Linked DNA regions of Sus scrofa: regions 2, 3, 4 and 5 are each linked to region 1. A link is a contact called in public Hi-C, HiChIP or PLAC-seq and promoter capture Hi-C data. All regions are on one chromosome and are shown on one strand. Each heading gives the region's core, a stretch centred on a gene start, on an enhancer-like site or on the middle of the called end of the contact. The rest is flanking DNA. Distances are from core to core; before and after follow the strand shown. Region 1 holds the start of MGEA5 (protein O-GlcNAcase). Region 2 holds the start of KAZALD1 (Kazal type serine peptidase inhibitor domain 1). Region 3 holds the start of ACTR1A (alpha-centractin). Region 4 holds the start of FBXL15 (F-box/LRR-repeat protein 15). Region 5 holds the start of NFKB2 (nuclear factor NF-kappa-B p100 subunit).

The links. Promoter capture Hi-C pulls out the DNA fragments that hold promoters and counts their contacts. A called contact is a pair of places that touch in the nucleus more often than the background predicts. HiChIP or PLAC-seq counts read pairs in DNA pulled down with a chosen protein or histone mark.
Region 2: a contact with region 1 is called in an H3K27ac HiChIP or PLAC-seq map of alveolar macrophages. The contact joins the promoter of KAZALD1 here to the promoter of MGEA5 in region 1. A contact is called at or near these places in 1 of 5 promoter capture datasets (fetal liver) and 1 of 2 datasets of contacts at active chromatin or transcription factors (alveolar macrophages).
Region 3: a Hi-C map of liver shows a contact between it and region 1, with 4 times the contacts expected there. The contact joins the promoter of ACTR1A here to the promoter of MGEA5 in region 1. A contact is called at or near these places in 1 of 47 Hi-C or Micro-C datasets (liver) and 1 of 2 datasets of contacts at active chromatin or transcription factors (alveolar macrophages).
Region 4: a promoter capture Hi-C map of liver shows a contact between it and region 1, with 5 times the contacts expected there. The contact joins the promoter of FBXL15 here to the promoter of MGEA5 in region 1. A contact is called at or near these places in 1 of 5 promoter capture datasets (liver), 1 of 47 Hi-C or Micro-C datasets (liver) and 1 of 2 datasets of contacts at active chromatin or transcription factors (alveolar macrophages).
Region 5: a contact with region 1 is called in a Hi-C map of skeletal muscle, with 4 times the contacts expected there. The contact joins the promoter of NFKB2 here to the promoter of MGEA5 in region 1. A contact is called at or near these places in 1 of 5 promoter capture datasets (fetal liver) and 1 of 47 Hi-C or Micro-C datasets (skeletal muscle).

Annotation. Positions count from the first base shown.
Region 1 is chr14:112,849,284-112,854,465 of Sscrofa11.1, reverse strand. It overlaps MGEA5 (protein O-GlcNAcase), which reads left to right and starts at 3,251. Exons shown (of 16, transcript XM_003483548.4): 1 at 3,251-3,888. The coding sequence starts at 3,690.
Region 2 is chr14:112,140,518-112,145,699 of Sscrofa11.1, reverse strand. It overlaps KAZALD1 (Kazal type serine peptidase inhibitor domain 1), which reads right to left and starts at 2,954. Exons shown (of 5, transcript NM_001244551.1): 1 at 2,842-2,954; 2 at 1,856-2,417; 3 at 569-729; 4 at 341-488; 5 at 1-155. The coding sequence starts at 2,399. The coding sequence ends at 61.
Region 3 is chr14:113,496,157-113,501,338 of Sscrofa11.1, reverse strand. ACTR1A (alpha-centractin) reads left to right here and starts at 2,545. Exons shown (of 11, transcript XM_001928877.5): 1 at 2,545-2,725. The coding sequence starts at 2,678. It overlaps SUFU (suppressor of fused homolog), which reads right to left and starts at 1,338. Exons shown (of 14, transcript XM_021072750.1): 1 at 437-1,338; 2 at 317-434. The coding sequence starts at 497.
Region 4 is chr14:113,427,674-113,432,855 of Sscrofa11.1, reverse strand. It overlaps FBXL15 (F-box/LRR-repeat protein 15), which reads right to left and starts at 2,687. Exons shown (of 5, transcript XM_021072747.1): 1 at 2,403-2,687; 2 at 495-625; 3 at 168-321. The coding sequence starts at 2,537. It overlaps PSD (PH and SEC7 domain-containing protein 1), which reads left to right and starts at 2,763. Exons shown (of 18, transcript XM_021072740.1): 1 at 2,763-3,289; 2 at 4,510-5,182. The coding sequence starts at 4,593.
Region 5 is chr14:113,403,853-113,409,034 of Sscrofa11.1, reverse strand. It overlaps NFKB2 (nuclear factor NF-kappa-B p100 subunit), which reads right to left and starts at 2,623. Exons shown (of 23, transcript XM_021072746.1): 1 at 2,502-2,623; 2 at 1,146-1,243; 3 at 808-889; 4 at 660-700; 5 at 323-421; 6 at 87-238. The coding sequence starts at 1,166. It overlaps LOC106506113 (a long non-coding RNA gene), which reads left to right and starts at 1,604. Exons shown (of 3, transcript XR_001301171.2): 1 at 1,604-2,126.

The DNA.
Region 1 (5,182 bases), core at 2,002-4,501:
AATGCTGGATCCTTAACCCACTGAGCAAGGCCAGGGATCAAACTTGCGTCCTCTTGGATACTAGTTGGATTCTAAACCATATATTTATTTGAGTGATTATTTGTCTTTTTTGATACATTATAAGCTCTTGAAGGCTCCTTGGTGTCTAGACTAAGTTTTTTTTTTTCCTCCCTAACCATCTTTTTGGGGTTTTTTTGGCCAGCATGCAGCAGCTTGATATGCGATCTCAGTTCCCAGATCAGGGATTGAACCCAGGCCACAGCAGTGAAAGCACTGAAGCCTAACCACCAGACCACCAGGGAACTATACCCATCTTTTCCTGGAGCCTGGCACATAACAGGCATTCTATGATTGTATGAATAATTGTATTTGGATAAATGGCCATGGGGAGTGTGAGTATATAACTGGGTTAGGTATGGAGACAACCTCTATATTTTAAGTTAGATCCAAGCTTAAGGGAAGTTGAAGTCTGAAATTGATAATTTCTAGGGAGGTGAGAAATACTCCAGAGCCAGGGCAGAAAAATGGAAACCAGAAGATAAGAAATGGGAGTTTGGCATTCGGATCATTTTTTCTGGCCATTGGTTGGATACAGAATGTTGTTAGCTGCTCTATCTCAAAATCCTCTTCTGTTTTTTACCTTCCAGTATTTCATACTCTCCTGGTTTTCCTCTTACTTTTCTGGCCATCCCTTCTCAGCCCTTCCTTGATGACTCATCCTTCTCAACTGGAATACTAAACACCGTGCCCCACAGCTCAGGCCGGGGCCTCTTCTCCAAATCACATCCAACCCCATGGCTTTAGACACCAACTATATGCAGGGGAATCCTAAGCTTATATTCCCAGAATTCTCCTCTGAGCTCCAAGACACATATATCCAGTTGCCTGTTTGACATATTCATGTGGATCTATAATGGTCATGCTTAACATGATCAAAATGCAGCTCTGATTCATGACTTCCTGCTTTTCCCCATCTCAGTTAATTACACCATCTACCTAGTTGCTCAGGTCAGAATTTAGGGGTCTTCCTTTTTTCCTCTCCCTCTCCCTCTATTCACCTTTAATCAATCATCAACTCTCCCACCAAAGGTGCACCACCTCTCACCACTGCTGTTCCCTTGTCCAAGCCACTATCACTGCTTACCTAGTTACTACTTATACTTATTCTTCTATCTGAAGTAGACCCTCCTTGGGAGTTCCCGTCGTGGTGCAGTGGTTAACGAATCCGACTAGAAACCATGAAGTTTCGGGTTCGATCCTTGACCTTGTTCAGTGGGTTAAGGATCCGGCGTTGCTGTGAGCTGTGGTGTAGGTCGAAGATGTGGCTTGGATCCCAGGTTGCTGTGGCTCTGGCATAGACAGGCAGCTGCAGCTCCGATTCGACCCCTAGCCTGGGAATCTCCATATGCTGCAGGAAGCGGCCCTAGAAAAGGCAAAAAGACCAAAAAAAAAAAAAAAAAAATTGATTGTGTGATTACTTTTTACCATATTGGTAGATTTCCTCCCTTCACAGCATTAACGCAAACTGAGTTCCTGTGTATGTACTGAATTTGTTATTGTCTGTTTCTCCAACCAGAATGTAAGAGAGAGCAGAACCCTATCTCATTCATTCCACAAATATTTATCATAGGCCTACTAAGCTCTGGTTCCTCTTTGTGAGAGCAGGACCCTATCTCATCCATTGCACAAGTATTTATCATAGGCCTACTAAGCTCTGGTTCCTGTTGTAGGTGCTGGGGGGTAGACGTGTGGTACAGAGAGAGAGTGTGTGGCCAGAACTGCCCTTGAAAGTTTGAGAAGGTATGCTCAGGTCATAGACCCCAGAGTGTGGACTATGGAGAGTAGATAAAGTTGTGGATGATGACTTGCTAGCAGTTGCCATAGTGTGAGATGTGAAGCAAAGAGGAAGGTGTCATGAGACTGAGGGAGGTGGGGTGAGCTAGAATGATAATTTCCAGATCCCCCAAAGGACCATTATATCCAGTGAAGTTACTATGGCCCCAAGGTGTCATCACAGGAGATCCCCTGAGAAAATGTTTGCTCCTAACCTCCATCTCAACACTTTAGGAAGAAAAAGAAGAGAGACTGTAAGACTCTGTGGAGCTACAAGTTGGGCTACCCCTGGAGGAGTCTAGCGTGAGACTGAAGTATAAGATGAACAATAATACCAAGTCTTAATAATCAGATCGAGAGCTTATTTCACATTTATACCTCGCATGTTGCTGCAGCTCTCTCAAATCAAGTGCATTATGACGGAACCAAAGGGAGCTGAGAAATATAGCAAGGGGACCCAAGCCCACTGAGGGTTGAGGGAAGGCTTTCCCAAGGAAACGATGTTTATACTGAGGCCCAAGGGCCCTCACTTCTCCCTTACACACACTCCACACTCCCCATTTCCCAAAGGGCCAGGCCTTTTTCCCCCTCCCTACACTTGTACTCTCTTCCACATGCCTAGAGTGCCCTTTTCTCTTCTCTTCACCCCAACTCGGTCTGGCTAACTCCTATTTATCCTTTTTGACCCAGCTCAAAAGTGAAGCCATGGCCACTGCCTCTCCCCAAAAGGAAGATGAAATTGGTCTCTTCTCGGAGTTTCCACATCACTTGGGTACAACGTGTGGAGACAGTGTGTGTACTCGTTTGCCTGTACCACCAAATTGTGAGCTCACAGGAGCCCAAGAGGCCAGCATGAGGCAAGCTCAATTGGTGTCTGCCGAATGAAGGAATGAACGAATGATCTAATTTTTAAAAGGGGTCAGTGCCAACCTGAAGGGGGAAATGTTTCAAGGCAGAGGGGTGAGCTGAGCTTCTTGGAGTGCTGTCTTCACAAAACCGAGTCTGGGTCGGGTTGATGTAATGAGCCAACTCATTAGAAGAATATCTGTAGAAAATAGGTCAGTTTCTTTCTATCTCTTTAAGAACCAGAGGCTTCGTTTCCGCGCCTGCGCATTGAGAGAGTAAACACTTTTTTTTTTTTTTTCCACCTTCTTCCCCCACCCCCGCCCCGCCCTGGTCTTATTGCCCCGACCGGGTGCAGCCTCCTCCCATACTCCCCTTCTTCGGGTGGGGTAATGGTCCGTTCCAGGGCGCCTGGCTCGTTCTGGAGGGTGGCTAGCCTAAATGGTACATTCCACTACCTTCATTACCTTCTGCTTTTGGTGTCTTTTCTGTTCCACTTCCCCCTACCGAATGGAGCTCAATAGGCTGGCCCAAAAGAAGGAGGGGGATCCGGGCTGAAGGGACCGGTCTGAGCCGGTCTCCAGCGCAGGCGCAGTGCGGATAAACAGGAAGCGGGTGGTATAGGCGGCGGCAGAGGAGACACAGGGGCTTCGGGAGGAGGTAGCGAAAGAACTAGGATTATCCGAAGGGCGTCGGAAGCTAACTGAGAACGAGAAAAGGGGCCTTGGTCCAGGGAACGAGAGGTCGCGGCTTCGTTCTCCGCTTAGGTTTCCGACTCGCCAGTTTAGGCTGAGGCAGCGGCTGACAAAGGGCTCGCGCTGGTGCCGCCGCCCTTCTCATCCGGGCATTCGGGTCTCTGCGGAGAGGGAGGGGGAAGGGCAGAGGGGGGGAGGGGAAGGAACCGGAGGGGCGCGCGCTTGGAGCCGAGGCCCTCTGTAGGGCTCCGGGCCGGCGGCCCAACGGACGGAGGCCGAGGAGGACCTGCAGAGGTGGCGGCGGCCAGGGGCAGGAGGATGGTGCAGAAGGAGAGCCAGGCGGCGCTGGAGGAACGGGAGAGCGAGCTCAACTCCAATCCTGCCGCCTCCGCGGGGTCATCGTTGGAGCCGCCTGCAGCTCCAGCCCCCGGAGAAGACAATCCAACCGGGGCCGGGGGAGCCGTGGTGGCCGGGGCGGCAGGCGGGGCTCGGAGGTTCCTATGTGGCGTGGTGGAAGGTGAGCGGTCTGGCGCGGGCTGGGCAAGAGCGCCCTTCCTCCCTCTTCGCTCTAGTTCTAACACGTTCTTTTCTCGTGAGGCAGGTGGCGGCAGTGTTTTAGAGGGGGCTCTAAAAGGAGATTATTCTTTGGATCTGAAATGTGACCTTGCTGAAACGAGGGGAGAGGGGAGACGGAGAGCTGGTCTCGGGTTCTCAGGCGGCGTCGAGTTGCCCTCTGGCTATTAACAATTCTGACCCCACCCGCTTTGGGCTTGGAGCCAGGCATGCTCCAACGGAGGCGGCGTAAGGAGCCTAGTCTTAGGCTCTGAGTTATATATACATCTTTGTATCTTGGGATCTTATTCCCTACGATGGTTTGGGTTCACACGGAAAGACGTGTATAGTGTTGCTGTCCCCACCCTTTGGGAAAAAGACTACCCGTACAGGTGTGATAGTTGTCGTGGAGGGAAGAGAAGCACCGTTGGGTTATATAGTTTTACACATTGCTTTTTGGTTAGAGCTTTGCTGGCCAGTCTCTACCCCTCACGCTTTGGAGATTTATTTGCAGCCTAGAAAGCTGCCATTTGCCAGCTGCTGTGCCTTGCCTCTGAAGGATGAAGCTTTGATTTTAATAATATCTGAGATAACAGAATTTTGGTTTAGTGACTGCAGAGGAGATTTAAAATTGCCCTTCTCACCTTATTCCTTTCCATTTCCCTTTAAAAAGAATGATGGACTTTTCTTCGGGGGGGCTGGAGAGAATGAGCAGAAGATTGCATCACAATTTGTGAATGTAATGGACAAATGTTCTGCTCTGCATTCTATGGAAGCATCAATAAGTTTCTTTTTTTTTTTCCCCTGGAGTGCAGCATGTATTTGAATTTAGGAAGTATTTTGTCTGACCCAGTGTTTCCTAGCTGTATACTTTATTAGTTGTCTACTGTATGTAATGGTATGCATAAGAGTAGCACTGTTAAAAAAAAAATGGTCTCTATAAAAACGTGGAAACGGAAAGAAGGTTTGTTTTCTCAGTTGAGAGCTTTGGCATAGAGTGGTGAAAGATGAGTTTGAAAAATGAGTGGTGGTTATGGTATTTCAGATAAAGTTTAATTGTAGGAAAGAGCAGACTAATTTGCATCTATGGTAAGGGATGAAACAGTTCAGTAAAGTTTTAACTGTCTTGCGAAATTTTGGGGAAAACTACTTATGTATTTGACTAGAGTTGGTGTTTATGAAAACATGATTTTTAACTGTTGTCTAACAGCATTGCTTCCTCTTTGTGGTGCCAATTGATGAAACCATGAATCTGACTC
Region 2 (5,182 bases), core at 1,705-4,204, 710 kb after region 1:
TGAGAGAAGGGATGAAAACTATGCCCACTCACCCACCCCCCATGGGCCAGGCCTCTGGACCTAGTAGTAATCCTCGCCCTCTTCACTCTCAGCCTCTTCCTCAGGAAGCAGGTGCAGGGATGACAGCTGGGGGATGCCTGTGGAGTTCAGCTGGTCTGCAAACACATGTGGGCAAAGGAGAGAAAATAGGAAAGAGGGGCCGTCAGTGTCTATGTATCCCAGTCTGTGAGAAAGCCATGCCTGTGTGTGTACCCACCTGCACATACACACACAGACACACATTCAAGGGCCCCAATCCAACCCCACCCCTCAGCCCCCAGAGCTCAGGGCTCCCCCTTACCTGGTGTGAGCACTGTCAGGCTAGCTGGGGCCTCAACCTGGCCTAGGGCATTGCGGGCCAGGCAGCGGTAGGTGCCCTCATCGCTGGGACGCACAGCCTGGATCTGCAGCCAGCCTGTCACCTCAAACCTCTGGGGTCCGCCCCTAAACTGGAGCCAGGAGGAGTCAGCAGTATCCTTCTGAGGGAGCCCTGGGCTGCCCCAAGGAGGCCTCTGCTCTCTGCCCCTACCTGCACAGAGATGTGGGGGTCATCCCCCGGCAGCTGAATGTCCAAGCCGTCTTTTCTCCACTCAATGGAGGCCATGGGGTAGGCAAACACCTCACAGCCAAAGATCACATCCTGCCCAGTCACATTCCAAATGTCATATGGGCGCGACACAATCTGGGGCCCTGGGGGTGGAGGAGGGAGGCCTGAGAACAGAATAGCCCATCCAGACCAGCAAGGACCTCATATACAAACCACTTTGAACATGTTGGTGTGAAGGAATACAATGTATGCTGAGGTACACACACATTCATAAAAACAACATGGCATGTACACACAGGTATGTACAAATGTAGCTTCAGGTACACACAAGGGGAGGAACACAGACATTAAAATGTTCCTACAGACAAGATGCACAAAGCACAATGACCCCCAGCTCAGCTTGGCAGCCACACTCTGTCCCTGATTGCTCCCCTGTCCTCATTCCACCCTCTAGGCCCCTATCCTGCTGTACTTGTAACTGACACCTCCCACATCCACCCTTCCCTAAGGAGGTCCTATTGCCCCAGGTCCAAAGAGCAGCCCGTCCCCATCCCACCCGTAGGAGAGGAGGTCTATGTGGCAAAGGCAGAGACCCTGAAACCAATCTGGGCAGCAGGCAGACAGCCCGGAATTGTAGGAAAAGCAGTGGGACATCCCCCTCACTCCTGCAGGACATTTGTTTGCTCAGCAGCACCAGCCAAGCCAGACCCCCTCCAAGGAAGAGGAGGTTACTGAAGCCGCCAAAGAAAACTTGAGGCTGGAATGGCCTTAAGCCCCCTGGGATGGGAGAATGGGAGCTAGCAAAGCCCCTCCTTCACTAATCCCTAAATGCAGAGGAAGGGGGAGCATGGAAAGAAGCCAGGAGACTGGGTTAACTAAGTACTCCCTGGATGAAGCTGGCCAAATGAAACCTGATTGCATTTCACAGAAACCCAAGCCTCCCTGCCTGGATTCTAGCATCTGGGCAAAGACTGAGAGTCTCTTCACTGTCTCAATTTTGAGGCTAAGCATTGGCTATGTGCCTGTTCCCTCAGAGGGTTGGTCTCTGCCAGCCGGGTCTGAAGCTTTTATGCACCTCAGCGCACATATCTTATCGACAAAGCGCAGGACCAGCACCTTCAGGCGGTGGTCTCTGGGGACCAGCCCAGAGAGCAGCCTCTTACAATGGACTTGAGGGCTCTCTGGCCTCCTCTTTTCGCTCTACTGGCCAGAGACCAATACCTCGAGGAACTCCCAGTGCCGGGGGTCTGGGCCCGGGGCCGTGCATACCCGATTCACAGGGCCCTGGGTGCGCCACGGTGAGGTTGGCTTCCGGCCGAGCGCGGGCCGCCTCCTGCAGGCGGCAGATCTGCGCGTAGGTGCGGCCGTCGGAACCACAGAGCGGGCGCTGCGAGCGGCAGGCACACAGCGGCTCGGGCACCTCTCCGCGGCTCAGGTCGCCGCCTGTGTCCAACCGGCACTCAAGCTGCTCACCGCAGCTTCCGTAGAAGTGGGCGCTGGGGTCCAGGTCGCAGAGCTGGCCCTCGAGGTTGGCACATTCCCAACAGCAGCCGCATGCGTCGTGCACCTGGCCGGCCAGGCAGCCCCGCGGCGTGGCGCACTCTTCTGGCCGGCAGGGAGCACAGCCCTCACCCTCCGCCAGCAGGCGCAGCCACCCGCGCCTCAGATAATCGGGGCCCGGGGACGGCCGCGCGCCAGTCTGTGGGGGCGGCCGCACCACCACCACCACCAGCAGCAGCAGCAGGGGCAGAGCCAAGGCAGCTGCGGGCGACTGTGGCATGATTAGTGGAAGGCCTGCGAGCACTCGGGGCATCAGCGCGTGCGTGGCACCCTGCCAGGGAGGGAAGCCAGGTCAGAAGGTCAGAAGCAACCTCACTGTTCCTCGTACCATGCTGGACCCTAGCACTGATCCCTCCCCTGCTACCTCGAAGTCAAGTAGATCCCGGACACAGAGGCACAGTGACCCTTACAATGACCCACCAGTTCTGCTGAGTGGTTACTGACTGGGCTGTTCTTGGGGGTTGGGGAGAGGTGCGAGGAGGGAGTGATAAAGTCCAGGCGCGCGCGCGCACACACACACACACACACACACACGCACCACCACCACCACCACTAACCATCTAACTCTGAAGCTTCCTGCCCTAGAGGTGGATGGCCTCAGGATCAATTAGTCCTTAATAAAGGCAGAACGTCAGGAAGGGTGCATTGTTGGGGGGAGTGTGGGGGGGTAATGCCCTAGGGCCCAGAGCGCTCACCTAGTGTCCCGGACTAAGCCCTTCAGAGCAGCTGTGAGTCCCGTCCGAAAACGCAGGCAATAGGAAGGAATCGGTGGGCCCGCCAGCCACCTCTGCTCTGACTTGAGGATCTCTGACAGAGCCCACGGACTTGCACTCAGAAAGCAGCTCCTCCGCCCCCTCTCCCCGCCCTTCAACGTCGCACACCCCACCCTCTCCCCTAGTTCTGAAGCTGCCAATTTTATGCAGCCGCACGGGACCCTCTTGGGCCACATCCTCCTAGCCTGGGCCAAAGTCACAGTAAGAACAGAGAAGTAACCGGACACCCAAGCTGGGAAACGCTAGAGACGGGGTGGAGTGAAGGTTGGTAGTGGGGGGGGGGGTAGCTGGGAAGCTAGAGTTGGCTGAAAAGCTAGGTCCTGTCCCATCTGACTTTAGTCTCATTCTCTAGAGCAGCTGCATAATAGGGAGGCGGTAGGAACGAGAATGCCAAGTCGGGCGCTCCTGGATGGCAGGGCCAAACAACGTCGTCTCCTGGCAGCCCAGGGCCGGCTTCCCAGGGGTGACTGCAGGTTTGTCCATCCCACTTCTCCACCAAGTCGCCGACCAGAGACTCAGCGCTTACTTCTCCCTGCCCACATCCGGCAGGTGCTTCAATCCTTCAACCCACGGAGGAGTCGGGTGATTAGAGGTCCGAGCCGACTAGCGGCCGCAAAGAGAGGTGGGCGGGGCGCCTCCCCAGTGGGCAGCGCGCTGGGTCGGAATTACAGGTTATGTCTGCGAGACTGGCCGAGCCAGAGGTATTCGGTCTCCCGGCCGCCACCAGCGCCACCGTGGCGCTTTGAGCTAGGGGCGGGGAGGAGAGCATTCCTGAAAGCCCGCCCGCCTTACCGGGGGTCTGTCAGACCAAGCCCCGCCCAGGCCTGCCCGAAGCGGCTTACTGAAGCCGCGCTGCAGTCCAGTTTGTAGGGGGCGGAAACTGAGATATGCAGCCAGGGAGGGGACGGTATTCAGTCAGGTTCGGTCCAGAGAGACCTGGCCCCAAGTGGAGCTGCTTGGGTATGGACCTCTTCACCAGTCCCAAAGTTGGGGGCTGGGCCTCGGCCTCTGGGACGCCCAGGCTCCGCATGCGCACCGGGTGCCCGGGTAGACGAACTCTCAGAACCGGTCCTTTACTCTCCCTCCGCACCTGAAAGCAACCAAGCCCTTTCATTTAGGGGAGCCATAGTCGCGAACACTCCACTCCTAACCAGAGGGCCTCTGCTGAGAAGGGTGCGTAGGCAGATATGAAACCACCCACGTCTCTAAAACGCTGCAGAAGTTCAAGAAGCAAACTTCACGCGAGGTCTGGTAACCATCGCGAGAATCAGAACAGGAAGTCTAGGAATTCAGAACAGGAAAAGCCCGCGAGTTTTAAACCGGAAAAAGAATGGGCGGAGCCAGGTGTGACTGGTAGTTGTAATTCTTTGGCTCTGTGGGCCACTGAAGTGTTGACCCAGGGCAGAAGAGAAGTGTAACAGAACTGCGAGAAACCCTGAAAAAAAAACTGTGTATGTGTGTGCGTGTGGGCGGGGAGTACTTGAGCTCGCAGAGCTGGGAGATCCCATAGTGGCCCAGCGGAAAGTAATCTGACTAGCATCCATGAGGACGCAGGTTCGATCCCTGGCCTCCGTCAGTGGGTTAAGGATCCTGGCTTGCTGTGAGCTGTGGTGTAGGTCTCAGACGCAGCTCGGACCTGGCGTTGCTGTTGCTGTGGCGTAGGCCGGCGGCTACAGCTCGGATTCGACCCCTAGCCTGGGAACCTCCGTATGCCGCACCGGAAGGAAGGGGGAAGGAAAGGAAGGAAGGAAATAAAAGAAATTGCAGAGCTGACTAATGGAGCCACCCAAGGACAAGTCTGGCTCTGACTTACAAATTCCGGGAGGGAGATCAATGTCCGGTATCTCTTAATGAATAGTTACCAGCTTCTAAAACCAGCAGCCAATATTTAAGTAGCAAACTCTGCAGAACTAGAAACTATTCACTTACCCCACTTTATTGTAGCCAGTTGTTTACTTTTCAGTCTTTGCTATGCTCTTAGCGTCTGTTATTAGGAATCGCGCCCAACTCACTACTCTGTTCTGTGAACCTTGGTAAATATTTGTGGATTAAGTGAAAGATTTCCTGAGTGTGAAAGTCAAGTTTAACCTGGATTTCCTAAATCGTGGACAAAGGCTGCATGGACAGGGAACGAGCGCCCTCTGGTGGTCATGCGATTGGTCACAAGAACGTGACCATACATGCAGTAGTAAGCACCAAAGATGTTGACTACAAAAGAGATTTGCTCCAAGAAAACTCCACATATTGTAAAAATACTTTTGGG
Region 3 (5,182 bases), core at 1,296-3,795, 650 kb before region 1:
ACGTTTACAGTTCCCTCTCTCCTGTCGTATGCGCCCCCCTGCTCCTACCCACACCCCAATTCACTCTATTCTCCTAATCCCAGTTTACCCTGCATCCACCCCCCTCGTTAACCCTTCGCTACCCAAAGGCTTCGTTAACCCCTTTGTCCCCATTCCTAACTTGAGCCTTAACTTCTTCCCTCTCAGCAGGAAGCCCTCCTTCCAAGTGCTTTAACCATTCTCCTTCCCCCTCCTCTTCCCCGCAAACTACTTCGCCCTCGGCGCTTTAACCCTTCCCAGCCCGCCCCTGTCCATCTCCCCACGGCCCAAGACATACCAGTACTTGACGATAGCGGTAACCTGGAGCGGGTTCGGCTGGTCAGGGTAAAGGCGGCGGCACTCTCCGTAGATGGCGTGCAGTCCCGGGGGGAAGAGAGAGGCGAAGGCCGGAGGGCAGTAGGGCCAGGGGCCGGGGGCGCAGCGGGGCCGGGGGCACCGCTAGGCCGCAACTCCGCCATCGGGGCGCGTAGGGCGCTGGGGGGACCGGGGAGGGCAGACGACGGGGAGAGCGCTGACGCGCCAGCAGGCGGACTCCCTGGGTGCGACTCCCGGAGGCGATGGGGGCTGCAGCGAGGTCTAAGCTCCGCGCCTGCGCAAGGCGCACCGTCCGCCCAGGCAAGCGACGGCCAGAGGGTGCCTCGGGGGCCGCGGGGCGCTCAGGGGGGCGGGGCGGCGGCGCGCCCTATTCCGACATCCATTGGCTAGTATCTTTGCCAGTCACAGGTGGGAAAGGCGTGACTTGACAATAGGTCCCGCCTCCCTCTCCCTGTTTAAGGGGTGTCCCGAAGCTCTTGGCCTCCCCTAGTGTTAGGAGGAACTCAGGTTTAAATAGAGATGCTGGCGCGTCTTTCTGAGGTGCTAGGGTCGCACCAAAGCGCTGGGAAGTGCGTGGGTAAAGGGCTTGTAATTGTTCTGCGGTCACTCTAAGAAGGATTGTTAAACAAATCTGGCAATGGATTGATTCATTCGTTCGTGTAGCATTAGTTTTAACAGTAAAAATCTGAATGTTTCCTACCGTCTTTGAATGTCCATTGACCAGATTGACACCAACACCGCCAAACTCGAGGGTCATATGTTGAAATATCTATTTTGAATTTCTGCTAGAAAGTAACAGGACTTAGATAAATTAGGATCGATTAAATATCCTGACTAAAGGGTCAGGACTATTAACTAAAGGGTCCTTGCAACTTGAAGGGCGGGAGGAAATACTCTAGACACTGGGCTCAATTAGAAAGCAGTGATGGAGTTCCCGTCGTGGCTCACTGGTTAACGAGCCCGACTAGTATCCATGAGGACTCGGGTTCGATCCCTGACCTTGGTCAGTGGGTTAAGGATCTGGTGTTGCCGTGAGCTGTGGCGTAGATCACAGACTGGGCTCGGATCCTGGGTTGCTGTGGCTGTGAAATAGGCTGGCAGCTACAGCTCCAATTCAACCCCCAGCCTGGGAACGTTCACATGCCGCGAGTGCGGCGCTGAAAAGACCAAAAAAAAAAAAAAGAAAGGAAGAAAAAAATAGAACCTCTTTTCGCTTCCATTTTCTCATTCATCAATGTGAATCCTTATGAAAATTAAAGATATGCTAGAGCAGTTCCTGAAGCTGGAAGATGAACGTCGTTTTAATGGCCAAAATATCATCTATACCAGTAGCGCCAAATGCCAGTCTTTAGATCAATGTTAGCATGTTGCATTACAACTATCCAGGAAAAAAATGCAAAAATCAACAAAAATGTTCTTTTACCGCAAAAGCAAATTTTATGTAATTTAAACTACTTTCCTCTATTCTCTGAATATGTTCCTCCCTGTGTATTTGTGTGTATTAGAAGTTACTTTTATTAGAGTGCTATAGTGATATATGTTTGTTTTTTTTTTTTTTTTTTTTTTTTTTTTTGGCTTTTTTTTTGTTGTTGTTGTTGCTATTTCTTGGGCCGCTCCCGCGGCATATGGAGGTTCCCAGGCTAGGGGTCCAATCAGAGCTGTAGCCACCGGCCTACGCCAGAGCCACAGCAACGCGGGATCCGAGCCGCGTCTGCGACCTACACCACAGCTCACGGCAACGCTGGATCGTTAACCCACTGAGCAAGGGCAGGGATCGAACCCGCAACCTCATGGTTCCTAGTCGGATTCGTTAACCACTGCGCCACGATGGGAACTCCATGATATATGTTTGTTAATGTCTTATAGACCCATATAAAAATATGGCAACCTTACGTTGTCCAGGGGAAGTGGTGGAGAGTGGCAGGACTGATCTGTAAAAGCCAAACATCCACAAGTTACTGATCAATCCAAACCGAACTACAGACAAATACTACATACTTCAGGAGGCACTGGGAATCCCTCCCAATGGACTACAGATTCTGGTAGGCAATGCAATCAGCGTCCCTTTCTATTTAATCTATAGAGACTACAAAGCCCAACACACCGTGCGCCGGAAACGCGATGCCGTGTCACTTACACTAGGCGGGGCTCCGAAGCAGCTAAATACAATGCAGAGCCTTCTGGGTATTGTAGTTCTTCGAAAGCGAGGTCGGGCCGCTCCCTGGCCGTCCGGTACTGGAGGCCAGACTGCGCATGCGTTTCAGTGGCGTTAGCGGCAGACCGGTCTGGCAGTTCCTTCCTCGGAAGGAGAGATTCCTCTGCCATGGAGTCCTACGATGTGATCGCCAACCAGCCTGTCGTGATCGACAACGTGAGTTGCATCCCCCTAGAGGGACTTATGCTCTCCTCCTCGAAGGGATCGCTTCCCGGGTTTCAGCCTGGGCCGCCGGTTCTTTGTCACTGGCCCGGCCTGTCAGGCGGGTTCAGCCGCCGCCGCCTCCTTCCTCCCCCGACCCGTAATCCACAGGCAGGGCGGGCCAGCCGGCCATCAAGCATGGGATGGAGAACCCTGGGATGGATAAAGGGAAGGGTTATAGTCCGAGCCGGGTCCTTGGGCCCCTGGCTAGAGGGGCCTTAACCTCTCTGTGAGAGCCCGGCGTCCGCCCCGTCCCAGCTTCCGATAACTCTATAGGCTGTTCTGGCTGTCCATCTTGGCCAATGACCCCGCCTCTGGGCCTTGCCGGATGAGGGCAGCCCTCTGCAGTGATTGGCTCGCTCTCCTGCCTTTCTTCCCGGCCGCCATAGTATTTCCCCCCTTTAAGGGGCGGGGCGGCGCTCGAGGGCCGTGGGGATTGGTTTCGGGGCCTCGGAGTGGTGGGGCCTGACCCGCTAGGGCCCGCCCGGGAGTGGAGAAGGGCTAAGCTTCCTTCGGTCCCCAGACGGGCCCGCGGCTTGGCGGTATGTTTGGGTGGGGCTCGAATGTGTGGTGCCAGAAATGGCCTTAGGATTTCAGTTATTTCTGTGATTTTAAATTACAACGTTAATAAATGTTGAGAAGAAAGGGGAGTGACAAAGCAAGTAGGGGGTTACCTTTCTCTTCGAAACGCCTAGTTGCTGTGGAAAAAAAAATAACTAAACGTATTTGCCAGGCGCTGTAGCGCTTACACAGGGGTTTCACATGCATTCAAATTGGATCCTCACCAATTTGAGGTGGATAGTTAAAGCAGGACGTTTGATCCTCGTTTTACGAATGAGAAAACTGAAGCGCGAAGAGGTGAAGTGAGCCCAAGGTCGCACAGTAGTGGTGCCCTAAATCCAGTGCTTTATCCGCTATTCTTCTTGCTAGTACCCATGCAGGTGCATCAATAGTGACAAATGGAAAGAATCTAAATACTGCTCTTATTTTTGGCGGAGAGAAGCAGTTGTATAAAACTGAATTTCTGTCTTTCCACGGAAAGGTTGGGTTGATACCTTTCTGTTCCTCTTCTAAGTCCCTCCATTGAGGCACAATTGCCAGTTTCCTTTGTCCTAAGCTGACTGTCACATTCACTCTGCTGATTCAGCCCTTGGGATCTTTGGCACGTTGCAAGGTCCTTTAACTTGCATCATCTTTTGTGTGTGTGTCTTTTTAGGGCCGACCTGCGGCAGATGGAGGTTCCTAGGCTAGTGGCTGAATAGGAGCTGTAGCTGCTGGCCTACACCACAGCCATGACAATGCTGGGATCAGAGCTGCATCTGCGACCTACACCACAGCTCACGCAAGCCGGATCCTTAACCCACTGAGCCAGGCCAGGGATCCAACCTGCATCCTCATGGATGCTATTCAGATTCGTTTTCCCTAGACAGGAACTCCTGAATCTTCTTTAGGCTTCAACTCTGATAGGTAGTTAGGGCTTACTAGTCCCAATTGAAATATGAAGAAAAATGAGGCTTGGGGAGGTTAAATAACAAACAGTATTCAAACCAGCTGGGTTATGAGTTGAGGTGCCAAGACTCAGATTAAGACTGGGTTCTAAATTCCTCATTTTTTCCAATGAAAGATGCTTTTTGGTTAGTTAGCTTTCCTTCTCTTTAGGAAGGAGGTTGAGCTCAGTGAGAGACCTCATTTTAGGGAGGATTTTTGTTTGTTTCCTTCACCAGACTATGAATTGATCGATTTGTTGGTATAATTGATTTATTGGTTTCCCAGAGAAATAAGTCTATTCCTAAAATCTTGAAAATTCGCTATTGCTTTGATGCATTACAAATACACTACAAAGGAAAAGAAGAACGGGAACTCCGCAGTTGGATTCTTAATCCACTGCACCACAGCTGGAACTCTGTCACAGATTTAGATTCGGGGCCTCAGGTGGTTCTTGCTGTTTGATATTTAGAGGGTTTAGTTTAGTTTAGTTTAGTTTCAAAGTGAAAGATGGAGGAGTTCCCGTTGTGGCACAGCGGAAACGAATCCCACTAGGAACCATAAGGTTGCAGGTTTGATCCCTGGCCTCGCTCAGTGGGTTAAGGATCTGGTGTTGCCGTTAGCTGTGGTGTAGGTCACAGACTCGGCTCAGATCCTGCGTTGCTGTGGCTGTGGCTCCAATTTGACCCCTAGCCTGGAAACCTCCATATGCCATGGGTGTGGCCCTAAAAAGCAAAAACCAAAAAAAAAAAAGTGAAAGATGGAGAGGAAGAATTATTTGAGCCAACTTTATATTATGAGGGTAATGTGCCTCTAGCAGATTTACCAGCTACATAGCTTACCATGCTGCCAGTTTTATTTCTGGGCTAAGGACAGTGTAATTAAAAGAGAACAAAGAGAGCAGGAAAAAGAGGAAACGATTCTATT
Region 4 (5,182 bases), core at 1,438-3,937, 580 kb before region 1:
CGCTAGGTGGATCTCTTCCTGGGCATTCCCGGAGGCCCAAGGGGGGTCCAGAACGGAAGGCAGCGGGGCTGGGGGCGGGGGTTCAGGGGTAGGGGCAGGGGGTTGGGGGCTGGGCTGGAGGCGGGGCGGAGGCGGTACCCAGAAGGGGCGGGGCTCTGGCTCCTCACCTGAGCGGCGTCGAAACGGCGCAGCCCGGCCAGGTGCAGCTGCACTAGCGCCCGGAAAGCCCGGCTGACGCGCTGTAGTCGGAGCAGCTGGCGCAGCGGCACCCGGCTGAGGACGTGTGGGAGCAGCACATCTTCCCAGGGCAGGTCCAGGAGCCTGCGGGTAAAGGGGCGTTGGCGGCGGCGTCCCCGGGCCGCTGTTACCTGTGAATCCGCCTCCGTTATGCTTCTGAGCCCTGGCTCCTAAAGGTGATCCCCAGACCCGGCCTTGGTTCAGCTCCCCTCCCCCAGGTCCTTCTTCCTTCTCTCGGCCCCTCCGGTGCTCGGTACCTGACGGCTCCGGGCTCTTGCTCCCCTCCGGACGGCTCCATCGGTGGCTCCATCGGCTGTCTACTGCGCGTGCGCAGCAAGGTCTTCTTGCTTTGGCCTTGGAGAGGCCGCAGCGAACCCGCCTCCTTGGGCTGTAGAGACAGACCGATTCAATCGAGTGCCGGCTCACTGAGGATCCTGTTTGAAAGCGTTCCGGATGGATCCCGAAACTGAAGGCGGAACAGACTGGTGGTGTAACGTTAGACCTCGCCTTATCCGCTACAGGGCTTGAGACCCGAGGCTGAAGCACGCGATGGTGCAGCAGAGCTGGCTTCTTTTTTTGTTTTGGGCCAGTGGCCGCCTCTAAGTAAAGTGATGGGAGGAGCAGGCAGAGCCAAACGTAGAAGGGGCGGGGCCAGGACTCCAAGGTTCTGGGCCCTACATTCTCTGCCCTCTGGTCGCCTTTAGTGAGTTTGAAAAACGGAAAGAAACTATCCTGTCTCTGGCATGTAGTGAATGTCCAGTGAGTTGAATGAGCAAAGCTAGAATTTTCCTTCTTTCATCAAGCAAACTTGCCCAAACCTCCCATCCTGGCTAATTCTGAAGTACAGAGCTATCCAGCCCCTTCCACTCCTGAAAGATTTGGAATGGGTTTACACCTTGGGGAGAGAGATGTAGGAGGCAAGAAGGGCTATAGGGACTATATCTCCAGCTAGGTCTCTTTCCTTTACTCAAGAGGTCTAGAGTCCTGAGAACGAATGCTCAGTTCAGCCCGCCAGGAATGCTGCTCCTCTTAGTTGTAGGATCTGAGGCTGGACCCGCCTTGGGGCAGTGACCGCCCCAGAGCTCTGGGCTCAATCTCCGGGCCGCACTCTCACCGAGTCCCCAGATTCTAGTTCCAGGGTCCGCTCCAGGGAATTCCTGGACCAGTGCTTTCCCCATCATCCATTTGAGGGGAGGGTGTGAAGGACGCCGAGGGATACTACTCTCTCTCAGAGTTCTCCCACCCCTGCCCCCAGCAGGATTGCCCTCTCCCTTCGCGCAGCCCTTCACCTGTCCCTTTTTTTTTTTTTTTTGGGGTCTTTTTGCCATTTCTTGGGCCGCTCCCGCGGCATATGGAGGTTCCTAGGCTAGGGGTCTAAATGGAGCTGTAGCTGCCAGTCTACGCCAGAGCCACAGCAACGCGGGATCAACGCGGGATCCGAGCCGCCTCTGCAACCTACACCACAGCTCACGGCAATGCCGGATCGTTAACCCACTGAGCAAGGGCAGGGACCGAACCCGCAACCTCATGGTTCCTAGTCGGATTCGTTAACCACTGCGCCACGACGGGAACTCCCACCTGTCCCTTTATAACGAAAACTGCTTCCCATCCATTATCTCATAAGGACTTTGGGCGCCTGTGCAAGGTGGGCAGGTCTGTTCTATCATTCCACTTTAAAGATGAAATCGAGGTCCTGGAGAGGAAGCGCCTTGTCCGGGGCCAAGAGAGTCGAGAGAGAGAATTCTGGCATCCTGGTTTTCCCCGAATCCCTTTCACACTCCTCTACCCTCCCCCACCCCGCCCATCCACATGCTGCGAGAAGAGAGTAAACAGCAAAGGGAAAGGACAAAGGAGGGTCAGCTTAGGTAAAGGACTCGCTCTGTTTTCCTCCGACTGCCTGGGGAAGGGTGGCTGAAGGAACAAATCTTTGCTAAGATTGAGTCAAGTGAGCGCGCACCACCTAGGGCCGCGCGCCTCCTTCCCCTCCCCGCTTTGTTAGCGCTCCTGCGCCTGCGCAGTGCGACAAATCGGGCGCTGTCCCCTTCAGCACCACGCGGAGCCCGCGCCTCCCCTCCCCGCGGTGAGCCCCGCGCGCCCCCGCCTCGCACGTTCTCGCGCCCCTTGACCGCCCGAACAGACCCCTTTTTTCCTTCCAGGATCACCACCTGTCTGTCTTGGAGTTCGCAAGGAGAGCAGTTGCTATAGTAACTCTGGCGGTGCTTTCTTAAAATAGCTGGGCCGCTTCTACCTTGGCCAAGGGCACAAGGGTTGTTTCTCACTTCCTCTAGTCCAGGCGTCATTCCTTCTAATCTCTTACCCCTACACGGGCGGGATGCCTAACTCAGGCAGCAAGGAAGTTCTTTCTGAAGTCTGACTAACGTCCTTCCTGCTGCATCCCGGGCGAGTGGTCAGGTTGTCTCCTGGGTCCTAGACTCAGAACCTTCGGAGGTTTTGAGGCGGTGTTCCCTAGATCTTTCTTCCATAAGTTGATGGTCTTCTGGATTTAGGGGGCGGGTCCAGTCTACATCGTACGGTGTGCTGGCGCGGCCGCGTGCCCGTGGGGGCGGGAGCGCGTGTGGCATGTAACAGGTCATGTGGCAACCTCCTAGGGACACGCAATGGGGTCTTGAGCGGGACACGCGTGTGCAGCTGGGTCTGCGTGCTGTTCAGGGGGTGGTGGACAAGAGAGATGTGGACACCATTGGGGTTGGGCATGTGAGGATCTGGAGAAGAAACCGGAGGTTCCATACCACCTCCCCCTCGTCAGGGGCGGGTCTCAGGTTGGCGGGAGAGCCCAGCGGAGATCTAGCATCGTGAAGGAGGACAGTCTCCGGGGCTCAGGGCTCAGGGCCCCCGGGGAGAGGGCGGCGGGTGGGTGGGTGGGTGGGGGGATTAGCTCTGCCTGAGCCGCGCGTAGGGGGTAGGAGGAGGGACTGAGAGGCGGGCGGGCCTGGAGCAAGCAGGAGCAAGCAGGAGCCGTGCTGCCTTCACAGCTAGGCTGGGCCCAGCCTCTCCCCTGCCTCTCCTCGGCCCCAGCTCCAGGCGAGCAGCGGTGAGTACAACGCGGCTCGTCCAAGGCTGCACTGGGGGGCGCGCTGGGGCCTGATTGAGCTTCAGGAACCTGCCTGACAGAGTTGCTGCTCCTGACCTCTGCCCCTACCCTGCATTGACGCCAGAGGCCCCTTTACCCCTTTACCGTCCCTCCTGGTCTGGACAAAATCTGTCATTCCGACCCCGGGGACCGGGGGGAGTGAGGGGGAGAGAAAGGGAGAAGGGTCTGAGGCAGCCTTCCCCTCCATAGACTGGTGACTGTTGGGGTTAGGGGAGAGGGTCTATGTCCCTGCTTAAATATATGAGTGTGCATCTATATTTCTGTGTGATTGTGCCCAGTAGCTCTCTGTGAGTATCTGATATGCATGTGTCTCTGTGTGCCTTGGAGAAGGAGGGCTTGTGTGTATATTTGGGTATCTCTTTGTGTGTTCTTCTTTGATGACACTGTGTGTGTAAAACAAGCATGTGCCTTTCCATTACACACATATTTGTTATGACTGTGAGAGTATATGAGGGTGTGTCTTTGAGCAATGTGTGTGCTTGTGTCTGTGTGTGCTGGAGGGTGTTGCCTATGAATGTGTTTAACTGTGTACTGACATTATTTTGTCTTTACGTGTGTGTGCGTGTGGGCACCTGTATGGAGAACAAGAATGTCTCTTTCCCATTCAGCACATATATATCAGGCCTTTCTTCTCTCTTTCACCTGTGCCTCTCAGCCCCTCATGTCCCTATATACACTCCCTCTTCTTCCAGGAGGCCTGAATTCTCTCCCCCCTGAGTGAGGGGCTTCCCTAAGAGAGACTATGAGGGGTTCATGGCTGTAGGATGATCATGGCTGGCTGATACTCCCAGTCCCAAGGGTGGGGTAGCAGCCTTCCCCCCTCCCCCACCAGCAGTAATTCCAAAATGCCACAGAGCTTACTCGACTTCTGAAATAGCTTCCTCTCTCCTCCCAGGGTGATGCTCCAGGCCCCCAGGCAGAAAGAAAAGGAGCCAGGGGCCCATTGGGGGTATAATTCTTTTCTCCTCAGGCCTCCATGGAAGTAGCCCCAGCAGGAGGACTGATTATCCCCAGGGGTGGGATCAGTGATGCCACATTTCCAGGGTGGGCTAGGCTGCTGGTGCTTGGTGGCCCCAGCCAGCTTTCCCCTCTTTTTCTCTGCTCTCCTGCCCACCCAAGTCCCCAGTAGTTCACCCCCTGCTCCCTTTCCTCTCTTGCAGGCCTGTCTGAAGAGCATGTTGCCCCCTTACTCCCCGCCTGGCCTGGCCATCCCTGCCCCCCCAGCCTGACCCCCGGCCCCAGCATGGCCCAGGGTGCCATGCGCTTCTGCTCGGAAGGTGACTGTGCCATCTCCCCACCACGATGCCCACGCCGCTGGCTCCCCGAAGGCCCAGTGCCCCAGAGCCCCCCGGCCAGCATGTATGGCAGCACAGGTTCCTTGCTACGGCGGGTGGCAGGTCCAGGTCCCCGAGGCCGGGAGCTTGGACGTGTGACAGCACCTTGTACACCCCTGCGTGGCCCCCCTTCACCCCGTGTTGCTCTCTCACCCTGGGCACCCTCTTCCCCCACTGGGCAGCCCCCAGCAGGGGCCCGGAGCTCTGTGGTCATATTCCGCTTTGTGGAGAAGGCCAGCGTGAGGCCACTGAATGGGCTACCTGCTCCCGGAGGCTTGAGTCGGAGCTGGGACCTGGGTGGGGTCTCTCCTCCCAGGCCCACCGCAGCCCTTGGGCCTGGCTCCAACCGCAAGTTGCGGCTGGAAGCATCCACATCAGACCCACTCCCAGCTGGAGGAGGCTCAGCTCTGCCTGGCAGCCAGGGCCTTTTACACGGGCCACCAGCTCAACCTCAGGGTGGAGCAGATGGTCTTTACTCCTCTCTCCCCAATGGGCTGGG
Region 5 (5,182 bases), core at 1,374-3,873, 560 kb before region 1:
AAGCTCACAGAGGTGGGCCAGGGCCTAGGACTGGGACAAGCAATGAGGGGGCATGCCATTGGGAGCCAAGGGTATGGGGCACCTACTGGGCAGTCATGTCCTTGGGCCCCACAGACACTGCGCAGACCCCCAGCTCCGAGCACTGCTTGCCCACCAGGCTGTGGGCATGAGCACGAGGCGGGTCACTGTGTGTTACCAGGTCCACCTCGATCTTCGCTGGTCCCTCATAGTTACAGATCTGTGAGGGGTGAGGGCTGTCAGTAATGTTTATGGACATTGTCCACGAGTCACCCCTGCCCCCCCCAGCACCATCCAGGCTCACCTTGACAGTGGGATAAGTCTTCCGGCCCTTCTCACTAGAGGCACCTGGCAGTCCTCCATGGGAAGGGCCTTCGCAGCCATATCGGAATCGGAAGCCTCGCTGAAGGTGCCAGGGCAGAGTGACATTGTGACCATGAGGCCCCCAAACCCCCCTCCCCTGCTACCAGCCAGCAGTGACCATAATAATTGCATGTATCTATCCTGAATTCACAACCATACTGCTGTGATCAGCAGCAACCAACCACCTCAACCCAAGTGGGTCTGTGGTCACCATGGCCACCCAACTATCCCACTTGCCCCCAAAGCTGAAACCATTCCATGCCATCTCTTTCACTCACCTGCTTAGGCTGTTCCACGATCACCAGGTAGGGGCCATCAGCTGGGGACAGAGGGACTTTGTTGAGCCAGGACTTCTGAGTCCATTCCCAAGGCAGAGGGCACATGTTCCTCCCTCCAAGACAAGGGGAGGTCGGGGGACTTACTAACCTGTCTCTGGGGCCGGCTCCTTGGGCTCCACAATGGACGGGTTGAATTTGAAATCATCATATTCGATGATGCCAGGCAGACTCTGCTGTGGAGACAGACTGGGGTAGCATCTGATTCTGAGCCACTCTCGGGGCCCTCCAGCTCTCAGCTCTCCAAGCCCTCCATAATCACTCCTCCTCCCCAGGCCCATAAAAGAAAACTCCTATTGGAAGCAGTTTGCAGACAGAGGTAACTGACAGGCAGGCTGAGATAATCTAAGGACATTACAGGTGCAGGCAGACAAGCAGACAGGCACAGGGGGCAACCGGCCGGCTTTGGGGCCAGGCAAAGTGACTCACTGGGTCGTAGCAACTGTCCATGTCTCTGGGCTAGGCCCAGCTCTGTCCGGTGGCTCCGGCCGGCCGGGTGCTGTTTCCCCGGAGTTTCAGGCGCCCGCCTTAGGTGGGGAGGAGTGGAGGGGTTGGGAGAGAAAGATCAGGACGGGAGTTGGGGGGAAAGGGGGGGCCTGGATTTAGGGGAGGGTCTGATCTCCAGCCACCCGTCCGGGTGTGGCGGGCAAGATCCGGTGGAGGGCAAGATCCGGAGCTGGGCTGGGCCGGGGAAGGGCAGGAAAGTTAGAACAGCTTAGGAAAGTCCCGAAAATACCAGGGGGAGGCGGGGCCGGAGGGGGCGGGCCTGGAAATGACGCACTGGCCACGCCCCCGAGACGGGAGGGGCTCAAGGTCTCAGTTGGCTTGCTAGCGCCCGCAGCGTCTCCGCGAAGTCGAGGGGCTACCAGATGCTGGGAAGGTCCCGCGGGGCTGGGCACCCCTTCCTCCTCCCTCCAGGGCAGGCGCCGGGGACGGGAGGGTCTTTCAAAGCTGGGGGAGGCTCCTAGTACGGGGTCAGGTCCGCCTCCTTCCCTCCCCCGTCCTGGAGCAACCTTGGGATTTTCTACCCCGAGTGAGGCCACGGCTGAATCACCCTGGGGGCTTTTGGGGGGACATTCCTGCAGTAGGAAGGCCTACTCCCCGAAGGCCTGTAGGTGGGGGCTCTTCCCAGTGAGGGGCCCCGGGGCTCTGCCCGGATAACTGGTCTCTGGGGCCCTGGGGCGGGGGAAGGAAAGGGTCTCCTTGGGATGGGCTCCCCTGTTACCCCTCCCGAAAACATCTCAACAGCCGTTAATTCCCACACTGCACCTACTCTGGCTGCCTACGCCCTACGCCCCAGTCCCAAAGCCGTGTGTAATACATGTATGCATCTGCATCATAGGTGTACAAGTGTGTTTCGGCCCATGTGCTTGCGTGTTGTGTGTTCATGGCTTGAACATGCGTATACAGGTGAGTGTCCTTAAACTTCTCAGTGCGGAAACATCTGAGCATGTATGTAAGAGCACAGGTGAACACATCTTCGAGTTTGTGCGTGAAGGGTATGGGTCCAGGCACCTGTGCACGGTGTGCGTGTTTTGCGGGTCCTTGTGTGAGCGAGTCTGCATGGATAGTGCTGTGCACACGCCGGCATATGTGAAGGTGTAACAAACGGCCCGCCTGTCTTTATACAAGGACATCAGTGTGTATGCGTGTATCTTGATCGTGTGCGTGCTCTCTGTGAGTGTGCAGACGCCTCTCTTCAGCCCTTGGGCTCGGTCAGCTAAGGGTCCTCCTCCCGCCCTTCCCCGTGTCCTGCCACCCAGGGGTCTGAACCCGGCCACTCACCGCTGCGGCGGCTCAGGTTCCGGATTCTCTCCCGGCCCGACCCACCCCGGACGGGTCGCGACACCTTTCCAGCTACCAGGACTCCAGCCGGGAAAGCCCCTTTTCCGCCCCAGGAGGGGGGAATTCCCGTGACGTTTCCGTGCGTCACTCCCCATGCCGTTTTTCATTGGCTGAAAGTTTAACTCCGGACTCGAGTAACCAATCGCAAGTGACTCAGGCGCGCCCCTTAGAGGGGAAATATTTGCTCAGCGCGCGAAGCGAGAGTGAGGATGGCCCTCAATCAGGTGTGAGTTTTGTCCTAGGGACCAGCCTGCTGCGGGATCCGCTGACCCAGCGCCATTCCCCAGCCGAGGACCGCGGCTCCGGTCTCCTCTCTTACCCTGGCCTGTCCCAGCCGGCTGGCAGCCCCTGCTGCTACTCAGCTTATGTTGCATCTAATGCTTGGCCACCTCAGAAGCCGGGGAATCCCAAGGGGAAGCTGGAGGGACCCAGCCCTCTGGTCCCTCGCTTCGAGCGGGGGCCCCGCTGCCGGGAAGAGTTAGGGGAAGAGGAAGGAAGTTGATTTGCAGTTGGTGCCAGAGCGCCATCTGGTGGCCGCTCTGGAGCCTCGAGGAGACTCCGTAATCTCAGTCTTCCCTGGAAGAGGCAATCTGGACCTAAAACTTGTTCTATAAAGTTTTTTGTTTTTTGTTTTTTTTTTTTTTGCGGGGTGGGGGGCAAACTTTCAGACCTGATCAGGAGCTCCGCGTTGGGTAAGAGAAACGAGGTGTTTATCTGGGAGACTCAGGCCTTGTTCATCATTCACAGAGATTTGGAATATCAGAATAGAAAAGCCATCCAAAATTAGTTCAAACTTCGCCAGAGTAGAAAATTATCTTTTGTACTGTTTGCAGTGTCTGCTACTCCCTCCTCGTCCATCTTACTGCTTCCTCCCTCCCCCTTGATAACCACAGGTCTGATCTCTATGTCTGTGAGTCTGTTTTTGTTTTGTAGATATTTGCCATATTTTAGATTCCACGTAATTGATGTCATATGGTATTTGTCTTTCTCTTTCTGACTTACTTCACTTAGTATAAGAATTTCTAGTTGCATCCATGTTGCTGCAAATGGTATTATTTCGTTCTCTTTTATGGCTGAGTAGTATTTCATTGTATATATGCACCACATCTTAATCCATCCATGTCGATGGACACTTTGGTTGTTTCCACGTCTTGGCTATTGTGAATAGTACTGCAATGAACCTAGGGGTGCATGTATCTTTTATTTTTTTATATGCATGTATCTTTTTGAATGAAAACTTTGTCTGGATATATGTCCAGGAGTGGGATTGCTGGATCATATGGGAGTTCTGTATTTAGTTTTCTGAGGAACCTCCATACTGTTTTCCATAGTGGTTGTAACAATTTATATTCCTACCAAAGGTGTAGGAGGGTTCCCTTTTCTCCACATCACCTCCAGCATTTACTATTTGTAGACTTATTAATGATGGCCATTCTGACCGGTGTGAGGTGGTACCTCATTGTAGTTTTGATTTACATTTCTCTAATAATTAGCAATGTTGAGCATCTTTTCACATGCCTATTGAAAGACATCCATATGGCTTCTTTGGAGAAATGTCTGTTTAGGTCTTCTGCCCATTTTTCGATTGAGTTTGTTTTGTTTTGTTTTTTGTTATTGAATTGTATGAGCTGTTTGTATATTTTGAAAATTAAGCCATTGTCAATCACATCATTTGCAAATATTTTCTCCCATTCTATGGGTTGTTTTTTCATTTTGTTTATGGTTTCCTTTGCTGTGCAAAAGTTTGTAAGTTTGGTAAGGTCCTATTTCTTTATTTCTGCTTTTATTTCTACTGCCTGGGGATACTGACCTAAGAAAACATTGGTATGGTTTATGTCAGAGAATGTTGTACCTGTGGTCTCTTCTAGGTGTTTTGTGGTGACATGTCTTATGTTTAAGTCTTTTGTTTTTTCTTTTCTAGGGCCACACCTATGGCATATGGAGGTTCCCAGGCTAGGGGTGAAATCGGAGCTGTAGCCGCTGGCCTATGCCACAGCCACAGCAATGCTGGATCTAAGCCACATCTTCGACCTACACCACAGCTCACAGAAATGCCAGATCCTTAACCCACTGAGCAAGGCCAGGGATTGAACCTGTGTCCTCATGGATGCTAGACAGATTCATTTCCTCTGAGCCACGATGGGAACTCCTTATATTTATGTCTTCTTTTTTTTTTTTTTTTGGTTGTACCTGTGGTATCTGAAAGTTCCTGGGCGAAGGATTGAATCCACACCACAGCAGTGACCTGAGACACAAGGGAATTTCTTTAAGCCATTTTGAGTTTATTTTTGTGCATGGTATGAGGGTGTGTTCTAGTTTCATTGATTTACATGCAGCTGTACAACTTTCCCAGCACCACTTGCTGAAGAGACTGTCTTTTCCCCATTGTAAAGTCTTGCCTCCTTTGTCGAAGATTCATTGACCATTGGTGTCTGGGTTTATTTCTGGGCTCTATATTCCATTCTCTTGATCCATATGTCTGTCTTTGTACCAGTTCCACACTGTGTTGATTACTGTAGCTTTATTGTATTGTCTGAAGTCTGAAGGTTATGCCTCCTGTTTTGTTCTTTTTCTTCAGGGTAACTTTGACAATTCTGGGCCTTTTATGGTTCCACATAAAT